Regions from separate parts of the Sus scrofa genome. Here region 2 is linked to region 1. The links are chromatin contacts, called in public HiChIP or PLAC-seq maps. All regions are on one chromosome and are shown on one strand. Each heading gives the region's core, a stretch centred on a gene start, on an enhancer-like site or on the middle of the called end of the contact. The rest is flanking DNA. Distances are from core to core; before and after follow the strand shown.

Region 1 (5,618 bases), core at 1,866-4,365:
AAAAGACTCAAAAAGGAAAAACCTACACATATTCCAAATCCAGTGATTCTTGTTTGTAATTTAAAGCTAGGCCTCATAACCTAAAGTAGTTTTGATATATCTCTTATCACTATGTGGCTACAGTTTATCATGGTAAATTAAAAACAAAAAACTGCTATTCTTGTCAATGGATGAGGTCACAACTTCTGTGACGTTCCCCTAATCCTTTCAACCAGCAGCTCCCAGAATTTCAAGATCAATTAAAAAATTAAGAGGGGCCCAGAACAGGATAATCCCAATTTTGTTCTCCAAGGTGAAGATGTTAAAACAAACAAAACAAAAACACACACATATAAGAAAGAACACTGTAATGACAAAAATTGAAAGGTCATAAGGTCAAAATAAAAAATGACATTCTAAATTAATTTAGTTTTACACCCTCATTTTTTCTCATTTCACTAAAGACTTGTGAAACAGCTTCCCAAACTGACACCAGTGGCCTGACTAGACTTCGACAACCACAGTTCCAGATAAAAACAATTAAATTCATGGAAGGGCTGATTCTTCTTGTTCTAAAAATACCTTTTAAAGTACATCTGATTGAAAAAATATTGAGAAGAAAAAAAAAAAAAAAAAGCAGACCCTGATATCTGAAACTGCTCTGAGGTCCACAACTAACTCTCAGTATTACTTCATGCGGGTCTGACACTTAAAACCATCTCCTGTTGGACATAACCAACCTCACAGAATATCCACCTCACTTAAGGTTAACCCGAAACATGATCAAATGAGACAAAGCAAGTCCACTTCATGATTCTGTCTAAGCACAAATAAAAACAAGCATACTGCAACCCACAAAGTACCAAACACCCTCTTCTCCTGCTAAACAAATAGATGACTGTTTCTTATTTACCCTGTGTTGCCCCACTTCCTAAAAGCATTCGATCTAGAGCAAACCCCATTCTTTATACCTACTCTTAAAACACATAACCAAAGTCTAAGTTATAAAATACGTTTTCCCTAATCCCCCCTTTTGGCCACACCTGCAGCACATGGAAGTTCCCAAGCCAAGAAACGACTCTGAGCAACAACTGTAGAAACACCAAATCCTTAACCCACTGCACCATAACCTTTTCACCGAGAGGTCCCACAATTGATGGTGTCCTGCATTCTCCTTCACTGCCAAAAATAATAAACCATATTTACTCAACTACAGGTGTGTTTCCTGGGGTCTTTAGCTGAAAATCACTGATAATATCAAAGCATAAAATTCTTTAAAAACTTCTATAATCCCAACTATTTTATTTATTTTATTTATTTATTTTTTTTTTTTTTTGTCTTTTTTGCTATTTCTTTGGGCCGCTCCTGCGGCATAAGGAGGTTCCCAGACTAGGGGTCGAATCGGAGCTGCAGCCCCCGGCCTACGCCAGAGCCACAGCAACGCGGGATCCGAGCTGCGTCCGCAACCTACACCACAGCTCACGGCAACGCAGGATCCTTAACCCACCGAGCAAGGGCAAGGATCGAACCCGCGACCTCATGGTTCCTAGTCGGATTCGTTAACCACTGCACCACGACGGGAACTCCAATCCCAACCATTTTAAAGCAAATTAATTCCTTGCCCACATGCATAAACTGTGTATTTTTCTCGTATTGAAATTACTGTGCATACTATTTTGTATTCTGCTTAAATTTGCTTTACCTTATATCGATTTTGAATGGCTGAATAGTATCTCACCACGATTTTATTATTAAAGTATTTCGCCTTAGAGAAATAAAAGAATAAAATGCACATCTAGCTCCCAATGTCAATAGCCTACCTGAGCTACTCAAGATTACCCTCATCTAGGCTTAGGTCACATGCACCCAAGTTCCTAGTTAACTGATTTGTTGGTAAAGAAAAATGCACTCTTATTGCTTTTAATGAAGAGAATTATGGGAGTTCCCACTGTCGCTCAGCGGAAACGAACCTGACTAGTACTAGTATCCATGAGGACGCAGGTTCGATCCCTGGCCTTACTCAGTGGATTAAGGATCCCGCCTTGCTGTGAACTGTGGTGTAGGTTGCAGATACGGCTGGCCTCTAGCCTTGCTGTCGCTGTGGTGTAGGCCAGCGGCTACAGCTCCTATTCCACCCCTAGCCTGGGAACCTCCATATGCAGCGAGTGGGACCCTAAAAAAAGCTCCCCCCCAAAAGAGAGAATTATGCAAGAGCACCAAACTGGGTGACCAGAGGCTTGATTTCAAGCATGCTTAAGAAAACAATAGTGTGACCTCTAGCTAGCCATTTTCTCAGAGTCTACTTCCTCCAAGTAAAATAAGAGTGAAACTGGTCCCTCATCGTCTTTCGCAAGTATCAGCTCTGTGTTCCTGCTACTTCTCCGAAGGAGAGTCACAGGACGGGTATTCACAGGACCTTGGGAAGGTGAAGGCCAAGGCAGCCACATGGGGGCGGCCTCGGTTACTCCGTTGCCCTGACTGGGACGCCAAGCCCTTTTCCAGGGCCCTCGGAATCCTTAGCTGCTACTTCAGCACCTCGTGCCAAAGTCTTCAAGCAGTTTGTCACTTAACTGTGTACACAAGTCAACTGGAACTTTCGCCTGCAGTTCTGGATGCGCTAGTCCGGCACTCTTAGAACAAGTGCAATCACTCAAATGTGCAAATCACAATCACCTTCCCGCAGAAATCAGGATTTCCCGTAAAGATTTCCTTGTTCGTGCTTGTACCGAATCAATTTGGGGTGAGGTTTGTCAGCCCGGTCCGCACCCACACCCCTGCCCAGCAATACATCCACCTGGGTAAAGAAGCTGCCAGGATCAGGTGTCCCTCACGCCCCGCTTGCCCAGCCAGCCCAGCACCTACGCCCCACCTCACCCCACCCGACCCCACCCATGCTCTTGCAGGACGCTCTCCGAACCCTCGGTTCCAGCTCACTCACCGGTGGCACGTACTGCGCCACCGCGCAGGCGATGGCAACGCTCAGGAGGACCAGGGTTAGGCGACTCCTGCCCTGCATGGTTCCAGCAGCCAACACCGCTGCAAAAAACGCCAGCTGAAGCCGCGGGAGGCAGCACCTGAGGTCGGAACATGCCACGCCCCCGCCGCCGCGTGACCCGAGAGCCAGACCGCACTATAGGAGGACGGATGGGGGGAGACGGGCGCCCAGGAGGTGGGACAGCAAGGAGAAGACCAGGCTTTCTGGGGGTGCAGCAGGACGAAGGAGCCGTCCAAGAGGACACACCAACCCACAGGATGGCGTTCAGCGCTCATGTTAGGACCGTAGTGTTGTCGCGTCTCCCCCTCTCCCCCTCCGCTTCGCGGGCAGTGGTTGCGCCGGCCCCGAGCCCCGGCCCCGCCCCGGGTTTAGCTGAGGAACTTTTTCCCTGGATCTGGCAGCCGAGGGGCCGCCCCCATCTCCGAGTCTGTGGCCCGGCCAGGCGATGCCTTGCAGCGTCCCCAAACGGTCCAGGGCGAGGTCTACAGTCGGGCCGCTCGGTATCAGGTGGCCACAGAAAGGGTCCAACTCAGGAGAGTCTCAAAACGCGGCGTAGCACGCGACCCGTCTTTGTGCTCAGAGGAGAGCGGGGCCGAAGTGAGTCAGGTTAGTGACCATGGGGTCACCAAGCATGTGTCAGGGGCCAGGAGTGGGGGGGATAACTAACCCTCACGGATACCCTAGGCTGTGAATTATTCATCTAGGCTTACACAGATAAGCAGACAAGCCGCAGAATTTAGGTTTTAGTTACCTGCCTGTATACAACATGTGAAATGTTCAGGTAGAAGCGCGAACCTTCCTTCACTGCAGGTATTCAGCAGCTCTGCGTTTTCACCTAACTCGTGAAAGGCTTTAGGCTGGCAGAGCCAAGGCGACCTTGGGAGGAGGGTAGTATTCAGTGTCCCCTGGGCCTGCACTTGAAAAACAAAGTGTTTGGATTTTCTTAAAAGTCCAACAGGAAAGTTTACCCTCTGGGTTCCACTCTTTTGGTTGAACCTCTTTGACATCCAATTAGAATTTTTTTTTAATGCTTCAGTAAAACTCAGAATACTGTCATTAAAATCGTCATGTATTTCTTTTTTCCCCTGTGTGCGTGAAATTGAAATCTTACCCATTTTTATTACTTCGTTAGAAAAATTAATCTTTTTGTTGGAGATTTGGAATTAAGAATTTTGATATTTGAGAGTTTTTATTTTTGTTTTTTAGTAAATGACAGGTTTCCTCTCTCTGAGGAGGAAGTTTAACATTTGAAATACATCACATGATTAAAGTGGTTCCCGATTCAGCAGTGAGCAAGCAGATCATAAGATGTTACTTAATTTAAAAAAATTCACTGTCCATGTATAATGTGTCATTTCTTCAGACACTAGGAAAAGGCAGGAACAAAACAGACAGTTCTCCCCTCATGAGGCTTAAATTCTAGATGAGAAATGGACAATAAACATCATACCTGAGAAAATGTATGTAGGATGTTAGAGGGTAATAAATGTTATAGAGAAAAAGCGTAGTAAGGGAGACCACGAGCAGGAAGAGTTACAATTTTGACATGGAAAGGAGAAGCATTATTGAGAAAGTGATGTGTGAGCAGAAATTGAGGAAGTTAGTTTTGTGAATTCCTAGGAAATATTTCAGGCAGAGGGAAGAGCTGGCACAAAAAGTTAACACTGAGAATGCACCTACCATGTTTGGCTACAGTAAGGAAATCGGTGTAGGTGGAAATAAAGGGGAGATAAAGAAGGTGAAGTCTGAGAGGTAAGGGGGTGGATAGAGCAGATTTATATGGCATTTAAGGAGCCATTGTATAGACCTGGGCTTCACTCTCTGCAAATGTGTAAATGGGTTGAATTATTTTGGAAAATAAAAAGAAAGAAAAAGAGGGTTCTCATCTTTTATATAAATAGCTACTTGGTTTGAAGATCATTCATCTTTGGGGGGGCATTTTTTAAATTTTTTTATTTATAGATCTGCACCCACCACCTATGGAAGTTCCTGGAGCTAAGAGTCGAAAGGGAGCTGCAGCTGCTGGCCTACACCATGGTCGAGGCAACACCAGAGCTGAGCCACATCTGCCACCTATGCCGCCGCAGCTTGTGGCATTACCAGAACTTTAACCCACTGAGCGAGGCCAGGGATTGAACCCACATTCTCATGGATACTATTGGGGTTCTTAACCCACAACAGAAACTCTAGATTTTTTTAATTGAATGAAAGATTTTTTAAATTCTGTAGTGCTTTACAGTTTTCAAAAGTTTCACACACGATTTCATAAAATCCCATTTTTGCCCTAGCCTGCCCCCCATCTCCCTATGAGTAACCACTAGTTTGTTCTCTACACCAGCAAGTCTCTTCCTTTTTGTTTCATTCACTAGTTTGTTTTTTAGATTACATACATGATATCATATAATATTTATCTTTCTCTGTCTTATTTCAGTTAGCATCATGCCCTCCAAGTCCATCCATGTTGCTGTAAACAGCAAAATTCCATTTTTTTTGTGACTTGAGTAGTGTTCCACTGTATGTATGTATGTATTTCTGTATTTACATTCCCACCAGTAGCGTACAAGACTTCCCTTTTTTCCACATCCTTGAAGATCATTTATCTTAAATACTATTGAGAGCACTTTAAACATGTCACCAAACAAAT
Region 2 (5,618 bases), core at 1,198-3,697, 34 kb after region 1:
GATCTTTATTCTATTTCTTTTGGGTCCATATCCTGATTATTTTTTATATCCCATTCTTTTTTTTTTTTTTTTTTTTGTCTTTTTGTCATTTTAGGGCTGCACCTGTGGCATATGGAAGTTCTCAGGCTGGGGGTTGAAACAGAGCTGTAGCTATGGGACTACTCGAGAGCCACAGCAACGCCAGTTCCGAGCTCTGTCTGCGACTTACACCACAGCTCATGGCAATGCTGGATCTTTAACCCACTGAGTGAGGCCAGGGATTGAACCCACAACCTCATGGTTCCTAGTCAGATTCGTTTTCTGCTGCGCCACGACGGGAACTCCATATATCCCATTCTTGATTTCTTAGAAACAGATACATGCTAATTTGCTTAGCTGGAAAAAATTATTACATCATTTGCTGCCTGCAAATAACCACTTGACTGATGGGTAAATGGGAAACATACAATAAAGCATTAAGTAATATAAAAAACCTTCAGTCTAAATTTGCAACATAGGACTTGAACAAGTAGCAACAGATTACCAAATTCTCTTTTGATCTGGCAGTTACTTGATTTATACTTGCAAGCTCACAGCTAAACCTAACTATTTTTTTAAATTATAAATCTAGGACACTGCTTACCTAAATAGGACTAGTAATAAGTAAATATTCATAATGTGCTATGATAAATATCCTGCACACTTCTGAATTCAACTTAATTAAATTTATTAAGTACTTTCAGTCAATCCTGAATTTCTTACAACAAAATATATAAGCACTCGGAATCTGGCTATGTTCAGATATTCTTTCTTAGTGATCTTTGCCCAGACTTACGATGTCCTTTTTAGGTAGTAATACCACATTAAAAAATTAGAAATAAAGACAAAAATTTGAAAATTACTATAATTAAAAAAATAATATGGGTTTATATACATCACTTCTATGGGCTACTGAAGATAGGTGGAAATGAATAAAAATACACCTACCTGTCCAGAAGCGTTTCATGCAAAAACCCATCTTTCCGGGCCTTTTTAAGAATTTTACTGTCTTCTTTACTTACTTTAAGTTTGTGGTCTTGGAAGCTCTGGAATTTCTTTCTGTTAAGAAAATACCTTTCTTGAAAAACATCTCACACTTTGATTATACATACATGTTTACTGATGAGCTTACAAATATTTTAAAAGGTTTTCATTCATTTAAAAAAACTAGTGATAATTCTTAAATAACATATAGCTTTTCAGCTGCAAAAATGACCTTAGTATCTCACCATCCATCAAGAGAGCCATTGTTTGGGTAGCTCTACAAATTCAACACTTGGGAATGGGGGCTGGAGTCTCCTGTGTCCTGGCAGCATTGGTTGGCATTATGTACTGACAATTATCCCCACTCTACAGAGTAGGGGAAAGAGACTCACCCAAGTGACCTGAGCTTTGAAAGCTAGAAGGATAGTGAGGAAAACAAACCTTAAGAGATGCATTCAGTTTAGTGCTGTGTCCTAGAGTCTACATTATGCTGCCTCCTCTTGCCCTTTAGGTATTTTATTTTAGGCACTTTGAAAAGCATGCCACTGCTAAATCTATAGTTCTAAAAGGAAAAAAAAAATACTTACACATAATTGATTTCACACTGTTTAACATTTCCTTTGTCTTCTTCTGGAATATCATCTTTTTTCTTAGTTTCTCTTTCGGCACAGGATCTAATCTGGATATTGGAGATGAGAAACCAACAGGTTACACATTTATTTTTCCCCCTGCCCCACTTTACTTATTACAAAAGAATATTCTAGGTGATTTATGTAAAAGAAGAAAAAAATTAACTTAGCAATTAGGGTGAGAAAAGGACAGGTTTTAGATAGTGTTTTTATTTATATATATAATTTATGTAAATAATTGCTATTATGTTTCCCTAGAGTCCTTATATCAGAAAGAAGTCAGAGAAAATTATTTGAAAAGCGTATTATATATAGATCAGATCCCATAAGCCAATTAGGCAATAAATTAATTTTGGTCACAAAAGTAAATACAGTAGGATCAGATTATCCCAATATTTAGGGTTTATTTTATAATGTTGAAAGTTTAAGCCAGTAGCTGGTTTACTGTCATAGGATATTAACAGATACATTACAATTTTTAACATAATACAATTTATTTTCACCTAATTGGAATCTATCCCTTTTAACTCCTCCTTATAGCCTCATAAATTTTGACTGACAATTACTATCACATGCCATAAATTAACTGACACAGATATAGCAATAAGGATCAACTGAGCAGGGCAAGAAGGGGACAGAATACAGGGCTGTGGAAGTGGCCAATCTGCAACCCAAAGGACCCAGATCTTCACAGCTCAGAGCACAATTCCAAGGTTGCTTAGAAAGTGGTGACTAATAAAGCATGTGCTAATAATATGTGTGCAACAGTTTTGGCTGGGGGGGGGTCCTAGAAGACTTGAGGAAATTCCAGGCCATGCCTGTGACGCAATACTTTTGACGGCAGTATTCTTGAAGGCCAGGGCATAAAGGTGGATGCCGACACAGGCTAGCAGAGCCTGAGATGACAAAGGCAAGGTGCAGAGAATCCTGGATTATCACTGCTCAGAGGTTCAAGTACCTGACCGACCAAAAAGATCCAGGGAAATGAGACAGGTACTTCAGATAAAGATGGTTGTAATTAATGATAAATACAGCATAGTGGGATTCCCCCCACCACCCCTGTAGACGTGCAAGTACTGCACATGTATGTGCACTCTGTCTTCAATAATCATACTTTTATAGTGTAATCCAGATGAAAAACAATTTAAACAAGATTCAATAAAATATAAATAAATAAAATTAAAAATGGGCGAGTCAGAAATCCACTTGCATTTTTCTAATGATTTACTTCCTCAGAAGCAGAATGGTGAGGGATATAATTTCTAGAGTCACTTGGGCCTGGCTACCTATCCTGCCTCTCCTGTATCACTTTCATGAAGGGACTGATTCAAATGGTGAGGGTCCAAAGACTGTTTCCTTCTCTGTAAAGTTAAGGTAATACTAACTACAGCATAAGAACGTTATGAAGATTAAAGACAACAACGCACATGACGCATTCAGGAGAGCACCTGCAGCTATTTGCTTTAGTAAAACTGAGGATTATGAAAATTGAGAACACTTAAAAAATAAATGCAAATATATGACAGAATTTAACACAAAGCATATACAGATACTTGACTGATGCTTTTATTTTTTTAATTATGTTTTTAACTTTTATTTATTTATGCTTTGGCTGCACTTTCAGTCGAAGTGGAATGGAAGTTCTTAGGTCAGGGGTCAAATCTGAGCTATGCCTCAGCTGCAGCAAGACTGGATCCTTAAGCCACTGTGCTGGGCTAGGGAATAAAACCCAAGCCACCACAGAGACAATGCCAGATTCTTAACCCACTGCACCACAGCAGGAACTCCAGATATTTGATAGATGGTTTTAAATTATGCTGATAGTAGAAAAAAATGTAACGTGGATTTTTATGCTTCATTTATAGGGATTAAGGTCACTTTAGAAAAGGTGTTTTTTCCCCATTTCTTTAAGTCTTCCACTTTGGCCCTCACTAATGCATTACACACAGCAAATCTGGATCAGACTGTAACATTTTAAAGAGATGTAGTCACACCATGACATGTATTAGTCAATAGAAAAGTGTCATGATTACCTTTATCATTTCTTCTTCTCCTGCTGTTTTACTTTTTGCTTCTATATCTCCTGCTTCATTGCATCTAATAAAGCAGCTATTTGAGGCCAGTAAAGCCATTTTCCCCTAAATGAAACAAAATAGCAAAAAATAAATTATAAGAATATCTGCAAAAAAATTCTTAAGTCTTGAGACTAAATTTTTTCTTCAGTCTAAAAGTAATCAGGAGAAAGAATTTGAAGGAAACCTGGAAAATACAAAAACATATAGACAAGGAAACCAAAATCACCTATAATCTTACTACTCAAAGATAACCACATAAAATATTTTTAGTATATTCTATTAGTAGGACTAAATTCTAACTAGATGGAATAGAATTGTTTCTTTTGACTTCGAAGATTATTTAAGATATAATTTAGTTCAGTTTAAAAAATTAGCTTTAAAGACAGAAAAATTATAGTATAATGTTTTACTCAAACAGTAGTTTTAAGTAAAAATTTCCTCCATTATTAAAAAATATAAAAACATATCATATAAAAGGTAGCCTTTAATGCATTTGAATTTACTGCTCAGAACTTTAAGAATCAATGCCTGGGGAGTTCCCAAAGTAGCGCAGCCAGTGGAAATGAATCAGACCAGGAACCATGAGGTGGCTGGTTCCATCCCTGGCCTCACTCAGTGGGTTAAGGATCCTGAATTGCCGTGAGTTGTGAGTGTAGGCTGCAGACATAGCTGGGATCTGCACTGCTGTGGCTCTGGCGTAGGCTGGTGGCTACAGTTCCAATTGGACCCCTAGCCTGGGAACCTTTGTATGCCGTGGGTGCGGCCCTAAAAGGACAAAAGACAAAAAAAAAGAATCAATGTCAGAGGGGCTTCTGGGTATAGGAAGAATTATTTATATTCTTTTTTAGTTGTTTAATGTTCAGTGTATTATACTGACTGTAATAAATAAAACTGAACCTTTTTTTATATATCTAAACTTAGATTATAAACTTTGTTAAATTCCATTAAAATATAAGGTTTAATTATAACTCATATATGGTTGATTGTTTTGGAAAACTATGACTACCTTAAGCATCAGACAATATATTTATAAATGAAATCATTATAAGGTATATTAATAATTTTCCATTGTATCAGTTACGAAAGTGCTAAACACATGGATTTGATTTAATTTATTTGAGGTGGCAAGGGCTGGGTTTTCTGTCATTTGGGTAACTCTTGGTGAGCTTGGAGGTGGCTAGATAGTCCAAGGAGATTTAAATCTGTGCTGATCTTTCCATTGAGTTCCCCCCCGCCTTTTTTTTCCTGGATGGTAAGGCTGCAGTTTTATTTTTATTTTTTTATTATTGTTATTTCCCCAATACATTTTTTTTTCTACTGTACAGCAAGGTAACCCAGTTACACATACATGCACACATTCTATTTTCTCACATTATCATGATCCATCACAAGTGCCTAGACATAGTTCCCAGTGCTGCACAGCAGGAACTCATTGCTAATCCATTCCAAAAGCAATAGTTTGCATTCATTAACCCCAAGCTCCCAATCCACCCCACTCCCTCCCCCTCTCCCTCCACATAGGCAACAAGAAGTCTATTCTCCAAGTCCATGATTTTCTTTTCTGTGGAAAGGCTCATTTGTGCTGTATATGAGATTCCAGATATAAGTGATATCATATGGTATTTGTCTGTCTCTTTCTTTTTTTTTTTTTTTTTTTTTTTTTTTTGTCTTTTTGTCTTTTGTTGTTGTTGCTATTTCTTGGGCCGCTCCCGCGGCATATGGAGGTTCCCAGGCTAGGGGTTGAATCGGAGCTGTAGCCACCGGCCTACGCCAGAGCCACAGCAACGCGGGATCCGAGCCGCGTCTGCAACCTACACCACAGCTCACGGCAACGCCGGATCGTTAACCCACTGAGCAAGGGCAGGGACCGAACCCACAACCTCATGGTTCCTAGTCGGATTCGTTAACCACT

Evidence for each region. HiChIP or PLAC-seq counts read pairs in DNA pulled down with a chosen protein or histone mark.
Region 2: an H3K27ac HiChIP or PLAC-seq map of alveolar macrophages shows a contact between it and region 1. The contact joins the enhancer-like site here to the promoter of ASAH1 in region 1. A contact is called at or near these places in 1 of 5 promoter capture datasets (liver), 13 of 47 Hi-C or Micro-C datasets (alveolar macrophages, blood, embryonic fibroblasts and 8 more) and 2 of 2 datasets of contacts at active chromatin or transcription factors (alveolar macrophages and skeletal muscle).

Annotation. Positions count from the first base shown.
Region 1 is chr17:5,746,696-5,752,313 of Sscrofa11.1, forward strand. It overlaps ASAH1 (acid ceramidase), which reads right to left and starts at 3,116. Exons shown (of 14, transcript XM_003134187.6): 1 at 2,918-3,116. The coding sequence starts at 2,995.
Region 2 is chr17:5,781,309-5,786,926 of Sscrofa11.1, forward strand. It overlaps FRG1 (protein FRG1), which reads right to left. Exons shown (of 9, transcript XM_003134193.3): 6 at 3,665-3,769; 7 at 1,590-1,681; 8 at 967-1,077. Among named protein-coding and RNA genes, the nearest start is that of FRG1, 16 kb to the right of the region's middle. Within about 2 kb of position 2,448, at least 3 of the 83 cell types and tissues checked have an H3K27ac peak or open chromatin away from gene starts, as enhancers often do. A contact at or near this core is called in alveolar macrophages, where this site is marked.